Regions from separate parts of the Mus musculus genome. Here all the other regions are linked to region 3. The links are chromatin contacts, called in public Hi-C and HiChIP or PLAC-seq maps. All regions are on one chromosome and are shown on one strand. The core of a region is the stretch at or near the end of the contact, and the rest is flanking DNA. Distances in the headings are between cores, read along the strand shown.

The links. HiChIP or PLAC-seq counts read pairs in DNA pulled down with a chosen protein or histone mark. Hi-C and Micro-C count contacts between places; a contact is called where the count stands out from the background.
Region 1: a Hi-C map of epidermal suprabasal cells shows a contact between it and region 3, with 2.6 times the contacts expected there. The contact joins the enhancer-like site here to the promoter of Mrpl33 in region 3. A contact is called at or near these places in 2 of 39 promoter capture datasets (embryonic stem cells and macrophages), 2 of 484 Hi-C or Micro-C datasets (epidermal suprabasal cells and myocytes), 5 of 115 datasets of contacts at active chromatin or transcription factors (T-cell acute lymphoblastic leukemia, bone marrow-derived macrophages, embryonic stem cells and 2 more) and 1 of 9 other capture datasets (macrophages).
Region 2: a contact with region 3 is called in a FOXA1 HiChIP or PLAC-seq map of pancreatic cancer cells. The contact joins the enhancer-like site here to the promoter of Mrpl33 in region 3. A contact is called at or near these places in 1 of 39 promoter capture datasets (the SN4741 cell line), 3 of 484 Hi-C or Micro-C datasets (the N1E-115 cell line, cumulus cells and tail fibroblasts), 7 of 115 datasets of contacts at active chromatin or transcription factors (T-cell acute lymphoblastic leukemia, cardiomyocytes, embryonic stem cells and 3 more) and 4 of 9 other capture datasets (adipose tissue, embryonic stem cells, liver and 1 more).
Region 4: a CTCF HiChIP or PLAC-seq map of the NIH/3T3 cell line shows a contact between it and region 3, with 6 read pairs. The contact joins the enhancer-like site here to the promoter of Mrpl33 in region 3. A contact is called at or near these places in 3 of 39 promoter capture datasets (cranial neural crest, frontonasal cranial neural crest and macrophages), 1 of 15 datasets of contacts at CTCF or cohesin (the NIH/3T3 cell line), 1 of 484 Hi-C or Micro-C datasets (the N1E-115 cell line), 6 of 115 datasets of contacts at active chromatin or transcription factors (T-cell acute lymphoblastic leukemia, acute myeloid leukemia, embryonic stem cells and 2 more) and 4 of 9 other capture datasets (adipose tissue, embryonic stem cells, liver and 1 more).
Region 5: a CTCF HiChIP or PLAC-seq map of the NIH/3T3 cell line shows a contact between it and region 3, with 13 read pairs. The contact joins the enhancer-like site here to the promoter of Mrpl33 in region 3. A contact is called at or near these places in 2 of 39 promoter capture datasets (the SN4741 cell line and embryonic stem cells), 1 of 15 datasets of contacts at CTCF or cohesin (the NIH/3T3 cell line), 3 of 484 Hi-C or Micro-C datasets (cumulus cells, epidermal suprabasal cells and tail fibroblasts), 6 of 115 datasets of contacts at active chromatin or transcription factors (T-cell acute lymphoblastic leukemia, bone marrow-derived macrophages, cardiomyocytes and 2 more) and 4 of 9 other capture datasets (adipose tissue, embryonic stem cells, liver and 1 more).
Region 6: a contact with region 3 is called in an H3K4me3 HiChIP or PLAC-seq map of bone marrow-derived macrophages, with 7 times the contacts expected there. The contact joins the enhancer-like site here to the promoter of Mrpl33 in region 3. A contact is called at or near these places in 1 of 39 promoter capture datasets (macrophages), 1 of 484 Hi-C or Micro-C datasets (bone marrow-derived macrophages), 17 of 115 datasets of contacts at active chromatin or transcription factors (bone marrow-derived macrophages, cardiomyocytes, craniofacial prominence and 11 more) and 1 of 9 other capture datasets (adipose tissue).
Region 7: a CTCF HiChIP or PLAC-seq map of the NIH/3T3 cell line shows a contact between it and region 3, with 7 read pairs. The contact joins the enhancer-like site here to the promoter of Mrpl33 in region 3. A contact is called at or near these places in 1 of 39 promoter capture datasets (macrophages), 1 of 15 datasets of contacts at CTCF or cohesin (the NIH/3T3 cell line), 6 of 115 datasets of contacts at active chromatin or transcription factors (CD8 T cells, bone marrow-derived macrophages, effector CD8 T cells and 3 more) and 2 of 9 other capture datasets (embryonic stem cells and macrophages).

What each region holds. Positions count from the first base shown.
Region 1 is chr5:31,966,482-31,969,609 of GRCm38.p6, reverse strand. The region is part of intron 7 of Babam2 (BRISC and BRCA1 A complex member 2); the gene reads right to left. Among named protein-coding and RNA genes, the nearest start is that of Gm52770, 31 kb to the left of the region's middle. Within about 2 kb of position 1,494, at least 67 of the 459 cell types and tissues checked have an H3K27ac peak or open chromatin away from gene starts, as enhancers often do. A contact at or near this core is called in epidermal suprabasal cells, extraembryonic endoderm stem cells and myocytes, where this site is marked.
Region 2 is chr5:32,033,991-32,037,504 of GRCm38.p6, reverse strand. All of the region lies in intron 10 of Babam2 (BRISC and BRCA1 A complex member 2), which reads right to left. Among named protein-coding and RNA genes, the nearest start is that of Gm52770, 37 kb to the right of the region's middle. Within about 2 kb of position 1,569, at least 115 of the 459 cell types and tissues checked have an H3K27ac peak or open chromatin away from gene starts, as enhancers often do. A contact at or near this core is called in the N1E-115 cell line, the SN4741 cell line, adipose tissue and 4 more, where this site is marked.
Region 3 is chr5:31,612,169-31,615,353 of GRCm38.p6, reverse strand. It overlaps Mrpl33 (mitochondrial ribosomal protein L33), which reads right to left and starts at 1,403. Exons shown (of 4, transcript NM_025796.3): 1 at 1,332-1,403; 2 at 733-751. The coding sequence starts at 1,353. The region is part of intron 2 of Gm38424 (a long non-coding RNA gene); the gene reads right to left.
Region 4 is chr5:32,014,236-32,017,583 of GRCm38.p6, reverse strand. All of the region lies in intron 10 of Babam2 (BRISC and BRCA1 A complex member 2), which reads right to left. Among named protein-coding and RNA genes, the nearest start is that of Gm52770, 17 kb to the right of the region's middle. Within about 2 kb of position 1,428, at least 38 of the 459 cell types and tissues checked have an H3K27ac peak or open chromatin away from gene starts, as enhancers often do. A contact at or near this core is called in the NIH/3T3 cell line and adipose tissue, where this site is marked.
Region 5 is chr5:32,053,676-32,057,234 of GRCm38.p6, reverse strand. The region is part of intron 10 of Babam2 (BRISC and BRCA1 A complex member 2); the gene reads right to left. Among named protein-coding and RNA genes, the nearest start is that of Gm40277, 35 kb to the left of the region's middle. Within about 2 kb of position 1,389, at least 30 of the 459 cell types and tissues checked have an H3K27ac peak or open chromatin away from gene starts, as enhancers often do. A contact at or near this core is called in the NIH/3T3 cell line, the SN4741 cell line and tail fibroblasts, where this site is marked.
Region 6 is chr5:32,111,047-32,114,490 of GRCm38.p6, reverse strand. No RefSeq gene overlaps it. Among named protein-coding and RNA genes, the nearest start is that of Gm36665, 8.3 kb to the left of the region's middle. Within about 2 kb of position 2,085, at least 75 of the 459 cell types and tissues checked have an H3K27ac peak or open chromatin away from gene starts, as enhancers often do. A contact at or near this core is called in adipose tissue and bone marrow-derived macrophages, where this site is marked.
Region 7 is chr5:31,982,832-31,986,165 of GRCm38.p6, reverse strand. All of the region lies in intron 7 of Babam2 (BRISC and BRCA1 A complex member 2), which reads right to left. It overlaps Gm52770 (a long non-coding RNA gene), which reads left to right. Exons shown (of 3, transcript XR_003955739.1): 2 at 3,159-3,310. Among named protein-coding and RNA genes, the nearest start is that of Gm52770, 14 kb to the left of the region's middle. Within about 2 kb of position 1,720, at least 107 of the 459 cell types and tissues checked have an H3K27ac peak or open chromatin away from gene starts, as enhancers often do. A contact at or near this core is called in CD8 T cells, the NIH/3T3 cell line and embryonic fibroblasts, where this site is marked.

The sequences.
Region 1 (3,128 bases), core at 245-2,744, 350 kb before region 3:
ACTGAGCCACCAACCAGGCTGCATACACCAGCTGATATGAGGCCCCGGCACATATACAGCAGAGCACTGCTGGATCTGGACTCAATCAAAGAAGATGCACCTAACCCTCAAGAGACTTGAGGCCCCTGGAGTGGGGAGGCCTGGTGAGGTGTGGGTGTAGGGACATCCTCATGGAGATGAGGGTGGGTTATGGGACAGGGAGGGGCAGACAGAGAGGGGGATGAAGTCTGCACTGTAAAAAAGGATTAAAAAAATAAAAATAAAATTAAAAAAAGCCAAAGTAAAGATTATCACTAGATAAAATGTAGTTTGACAATGAATATTACTGTAACATACCATTAGAAAGGTAATTTCTAAGGTCTTTTTTAACTGCTCAGCTCAGCCACCATCACACCTTGGTGGGAACTCCCATCCCTAGTACACCAGAAAGTTACCAGAGTTCTTCCTGGTCCTTGAGTGTGCTGGGTTCCTAGGTCAAGCAACACTTCCAACTGCTGCCATTTATTATATTATAGTATTCTCTCTCCCTAGACGATGAACAGCTCAAGGATAGAAACATGTTCTCTTTGCAGTTCACTACAAGATTGGACTCTATTCTGGCACATAATAGATATTATACATCTAATTAGTAGAAGGTGCAAGAGTACTGAGACGGCCCAGAGAGGTCACCCCTGCCCAGGAAGCCTTGCACACTTTTCTTGTTCAACAAGTTAAATACTGAAGAGCTGGATGGACTTACAGAAAACCACAGTGCCTGTGAGCCCAGGGGTGCCACATTTATGGAGTTTGTCTTTTAGATACTACAGTGAGGGTCTGATTACCCCCAAGTATCTGTGGCCTCAGCTTTAAGACCTCTGTAATCTAAGCTCTGTCTGTCTACACACACACACACACACACACACACACACACACACTATACATGCACACATATGGATGTATATTTTGAGATTATTTTACTAAATAATTTTATCTAAAAAATAGTAGGGAAACAGACTCCCTCTTATACTCTCCACTGCAGGTAAAATGATTTCAGTCTGCAAGGTGTAACTTGATTCTGAAACCACTGCTTCCCAGTGTCAAGACACTCTAACAGCAGGCCAAATGCCTCTGAATGCATGTTCAGGAGAGCTGTGGGGAGTCAGGAGTGCTATGTGGCTGACCAAATGTATGACAGCTGCTCGGTGAGGACACATGGGATGAATGAATAAACCACGTGACAGCAGTACAGCCCCAGCACTTGCCTCATGTCTGCTACCCTGGTCGTCTCTCAGTGGGTAATGCTTCTAATTCAGTGACTAGAAACTTGAAAATGATTGCAATGTCCAGGCTGGCTCTTTGTCCCTGGGCTGCGCCTTCTAAACATCATGCAGAAGTCCAAAGTCTCTGGTACTGGCAGGGTTCCCACCTGCAGCTTGCAGGCCAGCAACCCTAGCAGATTACTACTGGTAATCAGGCCCTTCTCCACCCAACACTGTGACTACAGAAAACATTACCTCAGAGGTAAACATGGCAATCATCACCAGGCCCCACCCCACCTGAAAGGAATGATCAGGCGACGGGAGCAACACTGACTGTTGACTTCCTGCTATGGAGACAAACACCCACCTTACCAGACTTTAGCCACTAATGGATCTCTGAACTGCAGGAGTAGACAGTTGTGGATAACTGAGCTGGCCAAGTATATCAAAACACGATATTTTTAAAGGCTCCTGGGACCTAATTTGGCTACTCTGTACACTCTGGGCTAGTGGAGCCAGGACCAGTAAAGGCAGAGCTAGAGCCAGAAGCACCTGCCCGCCTCCAGGTGCTCGGAGGAAAGGCACCAAGAGTTCACCAGGAGAAAGAGGCATGCAGCCTGCAATCAGGTCATTGGGAAGGTAGGGCTGTGTGTGCTGGGTTACAGGTTGCTACTCAACCCTGGCTCCACTGGGCAATCTTGGGCCCCTGCCCATCTGGGCAGGTTTGTCAAATCCCATGTGGATATGCCTACACACACTGCCTCTTCTCTCAGGCTCTACATGAAATGACGATATATTCAGGGAAAACACATTTCCTTCCATTTGTGAAGAGAGAAAACTTAACAAAACCAAACCCAGCAGCAAACAACATCCTGAATCAGAGACATTACCAGTCGTCAGCAGTAGGTAAGAAATTCGTGCTAAATAAAGAACAATGCAGCAGTTTGACCTGGTTCACAGCCTATGCCACCAGACTTAAAATCCCTTGGAGATAACTAGAAATTTCACAAAAATCTCTATCTTTTATACACATCCTTGTACTTTAGTTTTCTTTTCAAGGATCTCCAAGTACCAAACTTACTGAGTAGCTGTCACAGCATGGTGTGACACTAAAGAGAGCTCTTGTTCAAGCACACTAAGCATTTCTGTTGTTCATGTTTTACTGGGCCTATAATAGTGAGTCAGTTTTGTTTTCTGAGCCATCTCATCTGTAAGTGTTCATGGAAGAGACTGATATAGGGTCAAGTCCTCAGATCTAGAGTCTGAAAGGTGCTTCAATCTCTTCTGCCACTCAGTGAGAGGTCACAGCACCCACTTCCCAGGAACAATGTGGAGCTGAAAACAAGATCCACGTGTAAGGCACTGAAGCCAGGGCTTGGCACACACAAACACTCAAGGAACGTCACCTGCTGTTCTCTCCCTCTCTGTAGTAGTCGTGGGGGTGGCTGTGGTGACAGCTGTACACAGAGTCAAGGAGTGTTGCAAGAGTGGAGTCAAACAGCAATGAAAGGATAAAGAACAATGGTAGTCTTACACAGGGCTTGAGTTAGGTAAGCGTGGAATTAAAAAGCCAGCATTGCCTCGTGTGTGCATTAGAAACTAATGGAACCTCTGAAAGCAATATGTCCAAAAGATGCCCCTTCATCTAGACTGAAAGATATTCCAAAGGGCACATGGCTAGGCAGGAAGCAGAGTGAGCAGCAGGTGGAATATTGATGGGCTTTAGCAGCGCTCAGCACACCAGCCCGGGTCACACTCACTGTCATCACTGACTTCAAGAACCCAGAAGACAGACTAAAGCTCAGAAATGATATGGCTACCCTCCATTACGAAAGGTTCTCATAGCCTGGGAGAGTATTAGCCCACATTCCTGAAGGTGTAATCTCCCTG
Region 2 (3,514 bases), core at 320-2,819, 420 kb before region 3:
ACCATGAGGGTATACTAATCAGTTCCTGAGTACACTCTGCTGTTCTCTTTGGAGCGTCCTTGCCCCCTTACCTATAAATCTCATCTACATGTAAGGGCAAGTTCAGGCAGAGCCGTTCTCTAAGATCTCCAGAGGTTTGGCACTCCTGTGTTCCAGCAGTCTACATGTGCATCTGTACATTTACATGTCTGACTCTCCCACCCCTGGACAAATGTGTGCACCTCACCTCTTCTGCACCTCCAGGCCTACTCCAGGGTTAGGTTCACAGCATACATTTCAATGTTTGCTGAGTTGACTTAAATATACATAGGGCTTTCCGTGACAATAGGACATTAGCCTGTGCATGTTCTGCTGTTCCTGGTAACAGTACTACTGACACAGCAGGTTTGGAGCAAAGACGACAGATGGTAAAAGAGGCAGCTGCCAAGTGTCAGAAATGGCTGCAAGTGGCTTGGGACAGGCAGGCAAAGGGGAGAAAACATCCTGTCTCTTTCTGAAGTACTTACTTTTTGCAATCATTGTTGATGTTTCATTGATAAGTATAGTTACATTTATTGTTGGCTATAAACAATCCAATAATAGGTCTGCAAACTGAAAGGGACCACTTTCTGTACATATAAACAGACAGGTTACACTCTAAGGACTTAACTCTAAATAAACTGTGTAATTAAGTGACAACAGGAGCTAAGTGTGTGAGGCTATGCCTTGATGACAATTGGGCTAGCAGAGCTCAGCATCTGAGAAGAGAGAGAAAGCCTGTTGGATGAATGTACACTTGCACTGACCAGGCTGCTCATCTACAGAGAAATCTTATGTGCATGAGTAGTTGTATAATTTTTTAAGCATGAAAAAAACATTTTAAAGCCAGGGGTAGTGGCATGTGCTGATCATACCAGAACTCAGAGGGAAAGACAAAAGGATCAGGACTTCAAGTTTGGTTATAGAGTAAGTTTAAAGGCAGCCTGGGGCACAAGGGAACTTATTTTTTAAAAAGAAAGAAAAACACTTGAAGAAAATATTATTATATTCTTATAACTCTGACCATAGGTAAACGTGGAATGGAAAGCCTTTGGAAGTTTTGTTTTGTTTTGTTTTTTTGCAGCTCATGAGAACTAATATGCTAATATTGTAGGCTAAAGATTTACACACACACACACACACACACACACACACACACACACACACATACACACACACACACTCCTGGTTTTAGGACGTGCTGGCTGGACATGGGAGTGGAGAAGCTGTGAGACTGAATACTTGGGTCAGAAGAGCCAGTGTGGTGAGATGCACTGCAGTGTGACGCAGCAGAATGAAAAGACATCACCTAGCATGGATCATAAACAGATTCTTTGAAAGACCAGAGACGAAGATCAATCAGTCCTTGCTTAAACATTGGATGGCTGCCTGGTACAAAGGCCTATTTTGCTTTGCTATGTAATTTCCTCACTACTTAGCTACAAAAGCGTATCAGAATTGAATTCTAGTGCTCTGTCTAAATGGGAGCTGAGTCACAGGTACCTGATGCTGTGTCTGCAGGCTGAAGTGGATGACTCACGTCTGTGAAATTCTGAGAGAAAGTACCACCCGACCCCTTGCTTAGTCATCTTTTGCATGGATGCTGGGTTCATGAGCTCTGTAAACTATAATGAGCTATCTAGCCTTTTACCATCTCTTTCTTCTTTTCTAAACAGTACAAATTACAGCTCTAAAAATAACCTCATCTACGCAAGTGAGTCACTGTGACCTAACAAGCTTCCACAAGTAGTTACCCAGCTCAGTTGTGATATTTACTTGTGAAGGTACAAATCTTGTTGTCATATTAGCCCCCATTTTCTTCTCCCTCAAGCTTCAGATAAGAATTTGGTGAACTGGGGAAAGGAGAAGGGAAGAAGGTTTCAGGGAACATTTTTTTTTTTTTAGGAAAAAAAAAAAAACATAATGTACCCAATGCTTGAGATGTTCAGGATTGTAAATAGAGCTTGTGGGGAAGGAATTCACTGGAAGCTATCCCTGGGCTTGAGATGTTTTTCAGTTTTTCAGAAGGTTTGCCTAGCATTTATAAGACCCAGGGTTCCATGCCCAGCACTGCATAAACTTGGGTGTGGTTGTAAGATCAAAAGTCCAAGGTCGTCCTAGGCTACCTAATGAGTTTGAGGCCACCCTGGACTAGAAATCCTGCTAATCAATCAATCAGTCAGTCAGTCAAATAAGTAAAGCTATTCCTACCAGCATATGAGAGCTAGAATTTTAATATTTTAGGCTAAAGACGTTTCTCTTAGTAAGGAGAACATATTGACTATGGAAAGACATCTCTTGATAATTCTATTTTCTTAACAATTCTGGACTGTAAATGTATGACTTTTTTGATAAAAGGCATAGCTGCGCCAATAAGTTTGTATGCATTAAATGTTCATCTTTGGATCCTAGAGACATACACTAAGCCTTGGCACTCTACCTGTCCACTTGGCTACTTTCTGACGCTCAGGCCTGACCTCTGGTCTTCAGATTGCCTGGTGAGACTTCCATTGCCAACTCGCTGTCTTCCTACCCCAGCCTGTACAATGAATTCAACCAGGGGCAGGAAGCGGCTGTCTCCATGGAGCTCCTCTCTTCACGAGTGAGGCAAAGCTGCTCAGATACCAAAGTGCCACTCACTCACACTCTGGCTTACTTGGGGAGACTGGAAAGGAACAAACTTCCTACTACCACCAAGCCTAACACTTGCCACCACTGTCCCAGCTTCTCCTGTCAGAGGTCAGACCTCTTGGCCTCACCCAGACAGTCACGTGAACAGTCGCAACTAGCTGCTGAGGGTGCTTAGGGATAGAATGATGAAATCATTGATTTAGCTGAAAACGTCCCCAGGAAATAGGCTACAAAGCCCATTGACGGCTCCAGCCAGGCAGAGGCTGAGTCACTCCAGTCCTTCCTGACTCCTTGATTTATATTAAATAGGTCAGCTGGATCACCTGAATCCTGTTCCTCATCCTTTTGAGGGGCTGCCCCCTGCCATCATGTTGGGCCTAGTACTGCTTCCTGTTGGGCCTAGTGAGGACTTTACTAATCAGCCTTAGCCTCAAGTCCTAGGAGGGCCTGTGTACTATGTTCCAGGGGCCACCTCATGATCACATCTCTACTTTGGATCCCTTTCAGGATGCAGAGACCCTAGTTACCCTTTCATTCCCACAAGGTAGATGACACGTAGCCCCGTCAGCTCTTTTCTCGTTGCAAAATGGGTGTACCATGTACCTCTCAGGGTATGAGGAGGAAGAGGAAAGGGGCCCTGTCTGTCCAAGTTCAAGGGGCTCCCAACACCCAGAGGCTATGGAGCTTCGGCTCAGGGCCGACCACTGTGGGAGGCTCTGTGTCTAACGATACGTTAGGATATCATTCAGTGTAGTCTTGGACCTCAGGGGGCAAAGAAGCTGAAATAATGAGACAAGTTCACAGGATAATGAAACGGCAAAATGTAAGTGTGTGTTCTTCAGAGCAGGTGGATACTCAGACAGGA
Region 3 (3,185 bases), core at 154-2,653:
TGTGAGGAGCCCTACAAGACACTAAGTCTGTGCCTCCTAGGGCTGAAATTATGGAACAGATGGACTGGCCCATAGGCAAGGCACAGGTCTAGCCTCTCAGTTCCAGCTGCCTAACGCTTAGCTCTGCAATCTTTCTAGTGCTTGGACTGACTTCTATAAACAGGCTCTAGGTTTCCATCAAATCAGAGCTCATCTGTAGATTCCTGCAGAAGACTCAGGCAAATGGCTCTGGTTAGGTAGAGCCAAACAGATCACCAGCCTGATGCTTGCTTTAGGAGCAAAGCAATGAACTAATAGATTCTGAGGTGAGACCAGAAGCAAAGTTCCTTTACACAAAGGCTGTGAATACTCCCTGGGACAGAAGGGAGACAGCACAGTCCTCAACTTACATCCTCAGTTTACCCAGTGCAAATGCACTGCTTTGCAAGAGGCCACATTTCCCACTGTGCTCTCTTCCCCAGTTAGTAACGGGTACCTCGGCTTCCTACCAGCCACAAAGGGAAGAGGAAGCAGGGTTGCTAAGCGACATGATCTGTGGTTTTGGTATATCAGATGCATTCTCAGCTTATGTATCTGCAACCCAGGATCGAACTGTCAATGGTAGCACCATCAAAGGACTTTTCCCCCAAGGTGCTCACATCAACAAAATAATTAACCAAATAAATAACCCCAGATCAACTCTTGGGAGATCAAACCCAAACACTGGGCCAATAAAACAAAAACCTTACTTACTTTGACTTGCTCTTGGCAACTTGTGTGTGTAAAGGTTGGAAGAAAGAAAAAAGATAAGGTTGTTATTTTTTTCATTCGAAGTGCTTATCAACATTAGTTGTAACCAAAAACACTTTAAAAGTATTCCCCACTTTACACTAAAATAACTTTTTCCTGGTGTGAGTCTGGCCCACACAATTATGAATGTTTTGTTGTTGTTGTTGTCTTGGTATAATCAACAGTTGTCTGCCATCTTAACATCGTTCTAAGTAATATCTGCTCTATCCCCACCCTTCTATAGTGTAAATATTTGTACTGCAACACAGCTCTTGTTTGAACTTTACAGACTGCAGCAAAGTCGCCTGAGATGCTAACTCTAATCAGGATGTCAGCCAGGAGCCAGGCAGCGGGGTAATACCACAGCGGCCAGTAGACATTCTTCGGACACCCCTGCAGAGGGCGACGGGGCTCCCGCCGCCTTCTCACCAGACCCGGAGGCGCGCCGCGGGGTGGCAGCCGCCGCGCCAGGTCCTCCACCCCTCCGGGCTCCACCTCGGGACCTGCGGGTCACCGCCTCGGCTCCACGCCGCAGGCCCTGCCGCCGCCTCAGACCGACTTACAAGAGACAGCGGAGAGCAGCATGGTCCACCGATTCTCACCGAGACCCGCCTAAAGAGCTCAACGACTACTTCCGGGGCATGCGCGGGTTCCGGTAGAAGGCTCAGGAAGTGGACAGAAGCCACGCCCTCCCCTGAAGTTCGGGCAGTCTCTGACTCAGTGATTTATTGGTAGTGAATTTTGTGGTATTATGGGAAGGACCCCCCCTCCATACAAAAGATAATACTGCCAAATATCACAATACCCAGATCTGCCTGGCTCCAAAACATGTAGCCTTTCCCAAGAGACACTGATCTATCTTTTTTTTTTTTTAATTTTATTATATATTTTCTTTATATACATTTCAAATGCTAGCCCGAAAGTTCCCTATATGCTCCCCTACCCACCCTGTACTGGGGCATATAAAGTTTGCAATACCAAGGGGCCTCTCTTCCCAGTGATGGCCGACTAGGCCATCTTCTGATACATATGCAGCTAGAGATACGAGCTCTGGGGGTACTGGTTAGTTCATAGTGTTGTTCCACCTATAGGGTTGCAGACCCCTTCAGCTCCTTGGGTGCTTTCTCTAGCTTCTCCATTGGGGGCCCTATGTTCCATCTTATAGATGACTATGAGCATCCACTTCTGTATTTGCCAGGCACTGGCATAGCCTCATACGAGACAGCTATACCAGGGTCCCTTCAGCAAAATCTTTCTGGCATATGCAATAGTGTCTGGGTTTGATGGCTGATTATGGGATGGATCCCCGGGTGGGGTAGTCTCTGGATATTGTACTCTGATCTACCATTTGCCCAGCAATATTTTTATGCCTGTGCAAGAAGTCCTAACTCCACCACCAGGGACCTCACTGGTAACTTCATCTCCCAATTAATAATCAGGATTTTATTATTTTTGCTGTTGTTTTGCTTAATTTGTGTGTTTATAATGACTCTCCCTATATTATAATTTATTTTTACGCCTGAGTGTTTTGCTTGCTTGTATATTTGTGTACCACTTGTGTGCCTGGTACCTGAGAAGTTTAGCATCATGCTTCAAATCTGGAACCAGAGTGTTATGATAGTTGTGAGCCACCATGTGGGTACTGGAAAGCAAACCCTACTCCCATACAAGAGCAACAAATATTCATAGTGGCTAAGCAATCCTCTCTGGCCTGTTGTTGTTGTTGTTGTTGTTGTTGTTGTTGTTGTTGTTGTTGTCTTAAGTGATCTTCTCAGCAATGCTGTATTTCCATTTCCATGTGAGGAATCCAAGGATAAGAATAACTAACTTGGCCAAGGCTGTTCCAGTTATTAGTGGAAAGTCTAGGTCTTGAATCCAAATCTTCAAAATCTGGAGGTCATATTTTAAATTTTCAAATATGGCAGGCATGTACTTAGTGCTAGTCTAGCTAAATCAGAGAGTTCCAGGTTCAGTAAAGATCCTATCTCCAAAAAAATTAAATAGGGTAGAGAGAAAGCAACATTGGCCTGTCCTCCACACATGCACATATGTTCATGTGTGCCAGTTCACATGTACACACATATAACACAGGAACACAAAAAAGATACCATGTCTCTTGAATGCTTGAATGGAGTGTGAAGGAGGCAATTACTTTCTCCTCCCATTAGGTACATCTGCCTGTTATTTACACCTAACACAGTGCTGGCAGCTGGTGACTTGATTAAGATGTTACTGATACAGATGTAATTCCAGATTTAGTTTTTCTTTCCACCTGAACTTAGCCCTCTATGCCTTATAAAGTGCAGAGCAGCAAAGGCAGCCAGAAAGGAAAGGTGCAGTTAGTTAGGTAAGGAGAACAAGTACAGCCTTTGTGGAAGCTGGAGTTGGGGAGGGAAGAGAGGACACCACTGTTTAAC
Region 4 (3,348 bases), core at 179-2,678, 400 kb before region 3:
AAGTGTGGGCATTACAGGTATGCACTATCATGTCTGTATGGTTTATATGTTCATTTGCCCCAAGAATGTGAGCCATTTCAGAGAAGATCCCAAGCATCCTGGCATCCCCATGGCTTAAAAATGCCTGAAGCACAAGAAGGTCAAATGACTGTGCAATGAGTAGACACCTTCGCAGGTCTACCTGGAGGCCACAGGGAAGAAGGAAGAAAGGGAGGGGTGGGGGAAGGCAAGGAAGGAGGAAGAAAAGGAGGCATAGAGCAAGGAAGAAGTAAGACAGCGTCTCTCCATCTATCTCAGTGCTGGATTTGAACTCGGGCCCTCATTCATAGTAGGCAGACACTCTGACTGATATTCCCAGCTCTCCATTTCTTGATAATATGATCATGTATCTAAAAATCCTAAGGAATCAACTAAAGCTCAACATAAAAGCAAAAATAACTGCCTTCTCTGAAAGCTCATGGTATTTAGAATATGCTAATCTGGAACTCACTATGTAGCCCAGGCTGACCTGAAACTCACATGGTCCACTAATATTTTTACAAAGATACTAAAGCAATTCAGTGGGGGAAATTGGGTCTTTTTGATCAATGTTTCTAGAATGAAAATTAAAAAAAAATATATACAAATCATGTCCCTCACTTCACACCATACATAAAGTTGAGGCAGAATACAGACCTGTATTCATGAATTAAAACTATGAACTTTCTACAAGGAAACAACTTAATTAGGGTGGGCTCTCTGCCTACCATGCTGCTACTGCTGCTCAAAGCTTGTCGAGGAGAAGTCTGGACTTCCAGTGATACCATCTCAAAAAAATTAATTTAATTTAGGAAAATTTGAATTGGATTAGGTGACTTAATTAAGCAGGATGCAAAAAAATGTTCTATAAAATTAAGAAGTGATAAAAAGAGACCTCATAAAAATTGTAAATGTAGTTTTTGGAAAGATGCAGTTAAACAAACAAACAAATAACAAATGGCTCTGTTAAAGTTTATAGAACACGTTACTGACAAATGGATCCCAGCCAAGTTTATAAAGAATTCTTAAGTCATAGATAGGGATAAGGCCCCATGGTATAGCATTTGCCCAACATGCTGGAGGCTCTGTGTTTGATTCCCAGGACAAGGGGAGGGGAGCTCAAAAACTGAAAAATGAGATAATAACATGCCAATTAAAAACAGAAAAAAGATTTCAACAGACCCTCCCATTTCCCACACACTCCCTCGGTGGTTAGCACACAGAGCACTCAGCAGCACTGCACATGAGGGATTGCATATTAAAAACCCCAGGACAGTCTCTCAGACCCCACTGTGGCTGCGATTAGAGACTGATGATAGCGAGAGCCGGAAGGCATGCGAAAGAACAGAAACCTCACGCTCTGTCGGGAAGACTGTAAAGAGTCACACTGCTTTACAGCATGGTGGTGGATGACTGAGTTAAACACACACTGGATGGGTGACTCAGCATTCCTACCCCACAGTTAACTAAGCAGAACTAAAAGCATTGTCAAAACAAAGATCTCCCTTAAATTACATCCAAGGAGCACTATTCGTAATCACCAGATACTGCAAAAAAACCAATATTCACTATCTGGGGTGGAATACTACTCAGTAACCAACAAGGACGCAACTCTAAAACACATAAGCCAACATGTACAGACCTCAAAACACACTATACAACAGAAAACAAGAAAAACATTATATCCGTGTGGTCCCACTATAAAGCAAATATTGTAAATTCTATAGTAGCAGAGCTGACAAATACATTCTGTAACTGCTAAAAATTCTATTCAAAGCTGACGTAAAGATTGAATGGCTCATAGTCTAAGTGAGGTAGCTAGTAACTCTCTGCAATGTCAGGTATTACATAGGGTAAGATCTTGCCTCTTTTAAGGGTGAATTGATACTCTTAACAGTTTCTTACCTCAGCAGATTTTCTTAACCATACTCTGAAAAGAAAAATAGAAGGTGATGTCCATAACTGAGGACCACCGCTTTTCTTTAGGGACACTTCCGAGATTCAGGGATCCTGTTTTGGATCCTGATCTGGACAAGCTAGCTGTAAAGACAATATGTCCGAGGGACTGGAGGGATGGCTCAGTGGTGGAGAGTGCTACTGATCTTCCACAGGATCTGGATTCAATTTTCAACACACGTCAGCAGCTTTACACTGTGTGTAACTCCAGACCCAGGGGATCCAGTACCCGTTGGACTCTGTGGTCACCTGCATGCATATAATGCACACAATCTCATGCACAAGAATAAACCTTGCAAAGAAGAAGGCATATCTGAGACCAACAGGGAAGCTTATAGGCAGACTGAGAATTACCTGACGTTAAAGAATTAGCTATAAGAATGTAGGATGCATTCCTTAGAAATCACCACTGTTAGAGATACACACAGATGCATACGGAAGTATTCATAGACGATACAAGAGATGTGGTTTACACTTGCTTCAAAATACTCCAGAGAATTCTAAAAGCAAATGACAAGGAGGTTTGGGAGAAGAGACAAGAGACAAAGCTGCAGTGCAGGTGTTGCACACACAAGGAGCCTGGGCGACTTCTGCTTTCACCTGTGCTTGTTACTTTCTCTATTGCTCGTGCACTGGGGCGTGATCTCACGTTCTTGCATGTGCTTGGCAAGTGTTCTACCATAAGCTATACAGACAGCTTACTTTTTACATTTTGAGATGGGACTCAGGTTGGTCTTGAATGTACATTGTACCGGATCCTTAGCATGGACTTGTGGGTCCTTCCAGCCTCAGACTCCTGATGTAGCTGGAATATAAGCTGGTACCACTAGGCCTTGCAGTGTTTTTTTATTTTAATTTTTGATTACATGCAATATTTGGAGGGGGCACACACGTAGAGGTCAGAGGAGAACTTTTGGGGTCAGTTCTGTCCTTTTACCATGTAGAGATCAAGTATAGGGGATTAGACTTAGTGGCAAAGAACCTTTTCATCTGCTGAGCCATCTTGCTGGCTCAATGCTCTTGTTTGTAAGGAGTCCTAGGTGCTCACAGTACGTCCACCACACAGAACTGCTTGCACCGTACTTAGCGAATAACCAATGGTGAGTGCGTAAAGGAGCACACACTTGGCCACAGTTCAACTCCTGCCCCTTGTCCTAGACCAGGGCCACTCCCACATCTGTATCACCTCCTGGGCCTGGGCGATTATGGGATCTTGCAGGTCCCTCTGAACTCTGTGTGATGAACCATTAGCCACATTCACTGTCTATGCTGAGTTTCGGACACTCAGTTGCTCATTAATTCTTTCATTAAACCATATAGTTTGTTCTTTCTATGGTCAGAGTGAATTTTTATCTCCAGCTTGTATATTTATGT
Region 5 (3,559 bases), core at 140-2,639, 440 kb before region 3:
CCGATTGAGGTTTGGATCAAAGCAATGGCATGAGGGACCACAGAAGCCGTGACACATGCAGAATCTTAGGCATAACCAGAATGGCGTCCCACACTGTCCGACCTCCTGGGCCCTGGCCTTGCCCATTGCCATTGCAGAGCTAGCCATGTAACTGTGTTAAGTTTCCATTATGCCATACGCTTTTCAAGGGCGGGACTGTGTCTTCCTCACCTACAATCTGATGGGGGAGCAGGATGAAAGATGGTTTTCAAGAACAAACTTGGAAAAGGGACAAAGAGGGCTTTGATAGGATGCACCAACTAGACTTCCAGAAAAATAAAATTATCATTCTGCTTCCAATCAAGTCGTGAAATCTCCATACTCAGCACTTTCCTTTTTTTCCCACATATGTTACCACATATATTTATATCTTGTAAATCAGAGGGAGCTCCTTAGTGGGCCGCAACAGGGGCAAATCTGAACAGAGACTCTGCTGCTGCCCATCAGAGCTGAGCCCAAGCCCCCTGCTAATATGTAGTGTTGCTTTAGCATTTCATTTGGGGGTTAAGTCAAGTTTTTAAAATAAAATCTCTTGTTAGTTTTAGTGGAGGCAAAGCATCCCCAGAAACTGTTTCAACATTCTCTGAGGTAGACAAAGTTTGTGTAAATGTTACCCATTTCCAGGACAGAGAATAGGCACATTAACAAATGCAGTAATGATGTGTATAGATTTTCTAGCTTTGCAGAGTTCATTTTAGATGCTTTGTTAATTAAAACTTCAAGAAAGGGACATTATTTTGAAACTGTGTGTTTAACAGCTGAGTAAACTAGAAAGTTCGTGGACTTTGTCAACTTTCTCATAGACTGGGCAGCAGCAGGGGACAAAATCTAAAGCCAGGATTGGAATCTTTGGCTCCTACTGTGTGACACTGCAGAATACTCTCCAATAACCTGCTTAAAATTGTGTTGCAATTACAACTCAGTCAGTAAGCCAGAGCCTCCACTGTAAAGCATGAACAAGGATGGAAATGTTAGCTGCACAAACAGATACATATTAAAGCAACATGTAAGGATGCTGTGGAGTGCAGTCCTACCCCTCCCCTCCTCTCCCCTTCTCTCCCCTCCTCTCCCCTCCTCTCCCCCTCCCTCCCTCCCTCCTTCGGTGCATACTGCTGATCCTAGCGCTTTCCCTAGATGTGACTTCTCAAAGGAAAAGTTAGCTTCATGGTTTTTGTTTTTGTTTTTTTAAAGAAATCTCCCAACAATAACTCACTGCCCCCCCAAAACCAAAACCAACCAACCAACCAGCAAAAACCTGTGTTGTTGGTAGAGCCTCTCAGACTTCTGAGTGTACCCGACTCTGACGATGTCTGACTCAGTGGCACAGGGGGTTTCTACTGGTGACTCACACCACTACCAACAAAAAGGGGCAGGACTGAGAATGACCACTTTTTAGTCACATTTCTCAGTGCCACAGTATGATAGCCTCCATACATGGCTATTTTTATGAAACAGAGATTGTATAACACAGAACAACAAAAGTATGAAAACACCAATCCAAATGACAAATACCTCAATTTAGAAAATCCTTGTAGGTCCTTCCCTATAGCAGGCTTGGTCTGTAACATCCTTGGCTACTCGGAACAAACACTGATTTCTAACCCTGTTACGTCCTTTCTGATGCTCATTTAATTCCCTCTGATAAGTTTTTAGGAACAAATGCCTGTTCATTGTACACTTTTCCTCAACTTCAATTGCAACTGCTGAGTAACACCCGAGTTTCCAAATAGGAAACAACATTCAGATTAACCTCCAAACCGATCATTAATAATAGAAAAGTATTTAACATGCTAGTTTACCTATGAAAAAAGAGTAATTTTAAATAAAAGAATTCAATGCAATCATTTATAAACAGCCATCACTCACTATCAAAAGTAATGTAGCTATGACTACAGGCTATGTGGCTTTCAAGCTACTGGCTTTGGGGACTTTAGACTACATTTTTCTAAAAAAAAAAAAAAAAAAAAAAAGAAGTGTGTGTGCGTGAGTGCGTGAGTGTGTGTGCGTGAGTGTGTGAGTGTGTAAGTGTGTGTGAGTATATGTGGATGTAAGTACATGTGTCAGTGCTTGTGCTTGTGGTGGTCAAAGGAAGATGTCATTCTAAGGAATGGCATCCACCTTTTTGAGAAAGGATCTCTCCAGTGGCCTGAAGCTCACAGTTGGACGAGGCCAGCTGGCCTACGCCTGAGCATCCCGTGCATCGGCCCTTTCAGCTGGGATCACAAGCACAGGTCACAACGCAGAGCTTTTAATAGGGATCGAACTCAGGGCTTCTTGCTAGTACTTTATGGACTGAGCCATTCTCCCAGTCCCCTGAAAAAAGAAACTTTTATACAGGTCTTGGTTTAGTGCTCTGGCTGGTGCCAAACTCCTGGGCTCATGAGATCCTTTGGCCTCTGACTCCAGAGTATCTGGGACATAGGTATACACTCCTGCATCTGGCTGGAATGCCTTCTAATCTTTTTTCCCACGATTTTGTTTTGCAGAAGTGAGTTGCTGGTATTAGTATTTGATATGTTTAGAAATATATTATTTCCTAGTTTTGAACTATTTTCTTTGACTCAAATGCCAATTAGTATTAGAAACATTAAAAACCAGAAATATCTATTTACCCACTCAAGTAAGACATGATTTTTGTTTTTACTTAAATATCAGCAAGCTCTATACTGATGTATATCATAATCCCCCAAAGCATTCATTACATGATCCTTTTTTGTCTCCAGAGAACAGCATGTCCTTATAGCCAATGTTCAAATCAAAACACTTCCTGTATCACAACTGGATTACTGGAAGAACAGGAATTGTCAAAGGATTTCAGAGATAAAAGTTGTCTATATGGTAGTTCATGCAGAGAACATAAATGTTTAAAGCTATAGATACCTTGCTCAGGTAAGCTGTATTCTATCTAATAGTCAGTAGTCAACAAAATGGTAGCTTCTTTAAAAACTACTCTATGTATAAAATGATGTAATAACTACAATATCTCAGAGCTACTTTGCATTTTTTTGGTATAAGATCTGAATAGTACAAATTAGTCAGAAGTTAGCAAAAACAAAACTTGTTTTCTCTTATCTCTAAATGTCTCTGTCACTTAACTTTTACTTAAAGTTAACTGATGAAAAAGAATTACTGTAGGCTTTAAGCAGCTAACTTGTTCTAAAGGAACTTTGTGGAGCCTAAGCAATTAGGCCTCACAGTTTGGCTATAGCTATCAATTCTTTAACCATTTGCTTTCTTGTGAGTGACTGGCACACACTTGATCCCCAGAACAAAATCATTCCCCTTGATCTACTACTTATTATCAGTAATTTTTTTTTTTTTGACAAATGCTTATTTTTTTCTCCTTGTGAGTTTCGGTCAGTTTTCTATAAATAGAAGGGATGGTCTTCCCTGGCTCAGTAGATCTGAACAGCTCTTAGGGTTCTTTAAGAACTGGGAACAAAAAAAAGGGAGGGCCAGGGGGAAGTGGGGGAAGGAAAAAGATAGCCCACATCCGGCCAGAGCTCCTCCTATGCTCTGG
Region 6 (3,444 bases), core at 836-3,335, 500 kb before region 3:
CTTCTCCAAGGAACCCCAGTATCTTTTGTGGAAAATGGCACATATGAATTGTGGTCTGGACACCTGGGACTTGTTTTTGCTTGGTGTGTGAGGGGTCATTGTCTCTTGGCACCTGCCACTAGTTAACAGTTCCAGAACACTGTCATGTTAAGTAGAAGTAGAGGACCCTGGCATCGTCTTGCGCCTGACACGATCCTGGTCTTTCAGCATCTCATGGGATGCTGTCTATCAGTATGACATTGATGGTTTTTGATTCTGACAAAGAAGCATCCTACAATTTCCATCTTCTTACATCTGTGTATGGTAGGTGGTGTGTGTGTGTGTCCTACACATAGTGGACAGAGAAGGACATCGGGTGGCCTGCTTGCTCAGCTTCGTCTTATTCCCTTTGGATAGGGTTTCTCACTAAAAGTGGAGCCTGGCTGGCAGCCAGCGAGCCCCAGCAGTCTTCCTGTCTGGACTCCCACAGCCTTGGGGTTACAGGCATGTGGGCAACCACACCCAGATTTTTACATGGGTGCTGGGTTTGTAACTTAGGTCTTCAAGTTTGCCCAGTAGGTACTCTTGCTCACTAAACCATCTCCCTAGCACGGTGTGTGTGTGTGTGTGTGTGTGTGTGTGTGTGTATGCGCGCGTGCGCATATTTAAGTAAGAACTTTTTTATATATTGGACTTTTGGGGTGATAATTATTTTGATACAAGGTCTTGCCTTAGCCCAGGCTAGCCTAGAGAGATCACAGTAATTCCCCTGCCTTAGCCTCCCAAGTGATGGAATTACAGGTGCAAGTTGCCATACATGTTTGAACTTTATAAAAAATGAGGAAGTATTTCCTATGAGGAACTGGGGCTAGGTGGATGCAGGAATATCGTAGTCTGAGGGGATTTTAAGAAAGGAACTCTCCAAGACGAGGTCAAAGTTCCTACCAGGGGTGCCACTTGCTGAAGGGAGAGACAATTTCAGTCCAGATTGTAGTGGCCACAGAACTGGAGGTCAGGATGCTGGATGGGTAGGCGACTGGGGTCAAAAATCTCTGTAGCTGGAGGAAGAGAAGATGTCTGAGTTAATGCCAAAGCAAGAGGGTCATGATTGGAGGCCAGTGTGGGATGACAGGGGCCAGTGCTCAGGATGGCTGGGACTCCTGAGAGAGGACAGGTCTGCTGACTCTAAGCCTGGGACCAGTTCACGATGTGAAGTACTTAGTCCTTGCATAGAACAAGCCCGGCACTGCACGGTGTTTTGTTATTATTTGTAGGAAGCAATTAAATGTTCCTCCAGCAAAGTGAAAAGGCAGTTCTAGGTGGTAATTGCTTAGTTCTTGCACATGGACAGAACCCATTATCTTTTCTCCTTTCTTCCCTCCCCTTTTCTCCTTTCCAGGTCTTTGAATCAGCCTTGGGGGTAGCCAGATCCTGCCTGATATCTCAGTGGCTTACCAAATCAGCTGCTTGGCCTTGGGCAAACCTAGACCTCATTGTCTATGCAGTGGGTCAGTAATAAAACAATCATGGCAATCCCCACCAGTGCCTGGAGTCTAGGACCACTGAACGCCACAGGCTTGGTCACTGCTCCCAGGCTGAATGGATCCGAGGGGCAGAAAGGGGCAGAGAGCTGACCCAGCTGGAAACTGGATCCTCACGGCCAAAACAGGAACAGGCAGGAGGGGTGATGGGAGCAGTTTCCCACTCATCCTAGCAGGACCAGGAACACAGCCCAGACACTGGAGTTCAGAGACAGAGGAAAGCAGAAAGCTGAGGCCCTTGTCTGTGGTTAAGTGGGCAGTCTAGGCAGTTCCTCATTTAAAATGGGAACCAAGCAACCAGCCACTGCCACAGGCCTCATCCAACCCATTTCCGGCCATAGTCCTACTTGCAAAGGCCCCTGGTCACTGGTCTTTTCCAGGGTCTCGGCAGGGACTCCCCCATTTGGGAGTAGGGCCATCATTCCTCAAGGCACAGTGCTTGTGTTGGATGCTTATCCTAAAAACACCCCATCACTGAACTGGGGAGGGGCAGAGAGGGGAGCAGGAAGGGTGGGGCTGCCCACAGCAGAGGGGTTTGCCAGGCAGAGCTGCCCTTCTAGGACTCTAGAGGACAAGTAATACTGACAGTGATAATGCTATTCTCTCTGTGTCCGGCTCAGCATTCATGGTACAGCCAAGGAAACGGAAGTTCTGAGTGTTTAGCCTTTCTTTACCCGTAAGGGTGGTGGTGAGTGTCAGAACAGGATTGGAATCCAGGTCTCTGGAGCCCAGCACTTTGTGCTCAACATTCTTCCCATACAATCCACAAACAATCAGTGAACCCTGTACCCCTAGGTGCTGGGGTGAGGCCACGGAGAGTCAGGGGGCGTATATAAATGTAAGAATTGCATTTGGGAGATGCAGACTAGACCCAGGAACACTTGACCACTAACTATTGGGAGCCTCACGCAGTTCCCTTTAGGGGGCTTAGAGTCCCTGGTAGAAGATAGGCAGGCACACTGGTAAGAAAAGGAATCAATCAGAAAATGGAGGTATGAGGAATGGCCACATGCTTCCTCATTCTCTCAGTCCCCAAAGGTCTAGGCAAGCCCAATGTGGAGTACCACACCAGGCAGAGGCAAGCAGGATCCTCCCCCAGGGGATCTATCTGCTAGGTTCTGGATCTGAGAGAAGGAGGTGTTAAATTCTAAGCATCCGTAATCCTCCAGGTGTTATCTTTCCCCTTCTGGGCTAGTTCATTACCTAGGCATGTCATCTGTCTCTCCTCTGTCCCCTTGGGGGGTGGGGGTAGGGATGGGATGGGGAGGACAGACGCAGTGGCACAGATACATGGAGGTTAAGATGTCTGCCACATTGTTGGGGGAGTTCTCACTCACTCTCCCCTTTTCAGAGCAAGAGAGCCCCATGCCTTGCCCTGCCTCCCTGTTAAGCTGCCTTCCCATCCTTTTCCCGTTATCAGATAGGCCTCTGGCTTCCACACACTGCTCCTCCTTAAGTCCTTCCATAGACTTCCAAAGCGGAAAGGCCTCCACGGAAGCCACTCGCTTAACCAGCAGACGAGAATGACTCCTCGTCCCTTAGGAAGGGCATGATATGCCTGAGGTAAGAAAGCCAGTGCTGTATGACCATTTAGAAACCAGATATGATAAAATAGCTCCTGAGGGGGCTCTGCATGAACTCAGAGAACAAGGCAATTTTAGGGAAAACAATTAATAGAAAAACAGATCAGTTGACCTGGGCTGGATTACCACGAAAATTACCTTTGTAACTGCCTCCTCTTGGGGACTCAAATTTTCACTGCCAGTAATGGAAGAAGGAGGGCAAGAGAGGACCCAGTGGCCTCAGAGACAGGCCTACTTTATCTGTGCCCGGTCACTCTCCTAGTCCCCGTGTCTCTGTCAGCCTTTGCCTCTGGAACTCTCTGTTGGGGGAAGCCCTGTGTGGGAATCCAGATGCCCCTTTG
Region 7 (3,334 bases), core at 471-2,970, 370 kb before region 3:
GGAAGCTTTATAAGTGCCAATTGATTTCCCAGTGGAAAATTCCATGCCCAATCTTACAGAATGGGTTACAGTTAAAACACAGGCATAGGACTGGGGAGATAGGTCAGGGGTTACAAGAGCTTGCTGGGCAAGTATGAAAACCCTAGTTCAAATCTCCAGCTCTCGTATAAAGACTAGGTATGGCCATACATGCCTGTGGCCCAAGTGCTGCAGGGGAAAGAGACAGGAGAACCATGGAAGCTTGCTGGCCACCAGTCTAGATCCAGGTAGAGTCAGAGACCCTGTTTCAAGAGATTAAGGCAGACTTTCTCTCCTGGTCTCTTATCATGCATAAATCATACATACACATAAGTGTATATGTAAGCACACACGCACATACACACACAAACACATCACACAGACACAAACCCATAGGTACATTAAAACTATTATATGAGATTAATTTCAGGCTCTGTGTATATGGTACATATGAAATATAAATAAATTTCCTGTTAGACTTGCATCCTATCTCAAATATAGACCTTTATGCATATGGAAATATTCTAAAATTTGAAAAACAAACCTGAAACACTCTAGTCCCAAACATTTCAGATAGAGGACACTCTACCTGTGTCAAATGACAATGTTGAACTTCCCAAATAAACATTCAAAGTCTATAAATGTCTGTATTCTTTTCCTCAAATAGTTACTATGGAAAGGAAGATTTTTAAGGGTGTTGGGGTTAGTAAACATTTTTGGTACAGTCAGTTAATAAATATTGCTCTTGCTGCTTTAGAAGATGTGTAAATGAATGTGCATGGCCATGCACCAACGCAACTTTATGACTACAGAAAATTGAATTCCATACAGTTTTTACAAGTTATGAAACATCATTCTTTAAATGCTTTTCTAACCAGAAAAATGCAAAGATTATTCAGAGCTGGTGGGCCACACGTTACCAGCCACTGGCTGGATCTGCCCAGTGCCTATAGCTTGTCTCTTGACTCAGAATGACTTGAGGGTTTTACAGAGGCTGGAAAAAAAAAAAAAAAAACCAAAACAGAAACATCCAGGAGGAAACACAGGCAAAAGCCTAAGATGAGGATGTTAGCAGAAACAAAAGCAGGCCCCTTTGTCAGGTGTCTTTGGTACCCCACTGGGGTAGTTAGTGTCATTCCTCTATCGACTTCTTTAGGCATTGGGTGAGGGGCACATCAGGCACTTCATGAACCGTGGGAGTTCTTACGATCGCATTAGATTGTAACTGTGCAAGAGCGAGCTATTTATATGATTCCGAACGAAGCTTGAGGCATATTCTGGTGTTTTTTACATCTATGTTAGGTGAAAAAGCTGCCTACAGAAGCCTGCCTCCCACCCAAAATACTAGCTGTTAGCTGCTGACTGATCCTCGGCAATATTAAGATGAATCATATATGCTCTTTTCTCAGTGCAAAAAGAGATAATTTTGAAACTCAAAAAATTTCACTTTGGGTAGTCACAAACCACACAGTAGAAAAGCTGTCCAGCCGTAAAGTTGTAAATAAATAGAACCCACTCCTGCGTGGACATCTTTTGCTTCTTTTAAACTGTGACGCTTTTTTAGGCCTCACCTCCTGCATGGTGTTGAAATGATAAAATGTTGCAAGCATGTTCCGTGCCTAGGCCGGAAGGCAGCCTTGGCTTCCCTTCTCTCTTCCCTGGCGCTCCACACCCTTGATCTACAGAACCCACACCCTTTCTCAGGCAGCTGCCTTTTCACCTACCCCAACCAGCCTGTGGCTTTCCTGGCTTGCCCTTGCTTGGTCTATAAGGTGCCAGCTGCTGGCAGAGCCTAGTCGTTTCCTATGACAGAAAAACTCTGTGTTTCTTTCTCCTTATTGTGTGGAGAAGCAGGTATTTTTGGCCTCAATTTCTAAGATCTGTTTTATTTCTCTTGTTACTAAGCAGGTCACTGCCACCCTCATTTTTTGCTGTGTCATCATTTTCCCACATTACCCTGTTTGGCACCGAGGGATGAACCACATCAAATGGAGGAATTGCAACCACACATTGCCTTGAGAAGGAAGCAAGGGAGACCTTAGGGTGTGTGTGTGTGTGTGTGTGTAATGACCATTTTGGGGGCTTGTTCTCCCATAATCAAATCCTGCCTATCTTAACAATGTGGTGGTGTGTCAAAGCATTGGAATTCTGCTTTACTCAGCAACCCAGAACTTTATAGGAAAATGAAGCAACAAAATGTTGGTCTTCCTGTTAACTTGTACTTAGCATGGGACTGTTTGTTTCCCTATGACATTCCAGTCAAATCTCCTAAGTTTCTGGAGCTCTGGGCTATCCACAGAGGCCCATGCAGTGTCCTGACATCCTTAGGCATGGTTCTTTTTTTACTTACTTATTGATGCCAGTGCCTAAACTCATTGGTTCATGTTTTTATTTAACAAACTATCACTTGTACTAAGTAGACAGTCTACCACTAAGCTAGATTCCCACTTTCTTCTAACCTGTCCCGAGAGAAACATCATGCATTAGAAGTGAAAGTCTTAAATCCAATAAACCAAAGAAGCAATTTGCTTGCAAACATTTTAGACACTGCTGGGGACCCAGATCAGTGGGAAGATACTTACCTAGCGAGTATGAACAAGTTTCTGGGTTCTTTAGGCTCTGTTAGGAAACCAAGCTAACCCAAAATGGCTCCATCTATGTTGCTAGCAGCAGTGCAGGTCTGGCTCTGGGACCCTTACAACATGTGAGAATCTGTAGTTAACACAGATGGGCCTGTATCAACTGACGTTTTGCCAGCTAACTAAAAACATGTGCCCAACAAGTAAAGCATCCGGGCACTAACGTAAGATGCCACAATCCCAACTGGGACGTTGAGAAGTCACATTTGATATCTTTAGGATACTGTGCTAGGGCTGATGTTTAATGACAGCTGGCTCGTGCTCATCAGCATGGAAAACAGCACTTAGAGGCGGAGCACGTGCAGTGATTTGATCTTTGTGACTAACATGGGCAATTAAGCAGTTCATAAAATGAATGTCGGTATTTTTGCTGTTGTTTTGGTTTGGCGTGCATGCAGTTTTGGCTAATGTTGGAATTAGCCTTTCTTGAACATCATCTGTAGAATGTGTATAAGCTGTCTGTAGTACCAGGCAGTGAGCCTCTACTTCCTTCTGTCCCAGATTAGCACACCCAGGTAATACAAACGCCTTCCAGAGATTCTCTTGGAGCCGAAGGAGACAAATCTGTAGCTAGTTCTGCTGCAGATCCAGAGGACCAACTATCCAACGGGTGCCCAGCATGAGAAACACTGTCAAGCACACAGAAGGAGAAGGTACCCATCTAGTCTTCTCAGTTA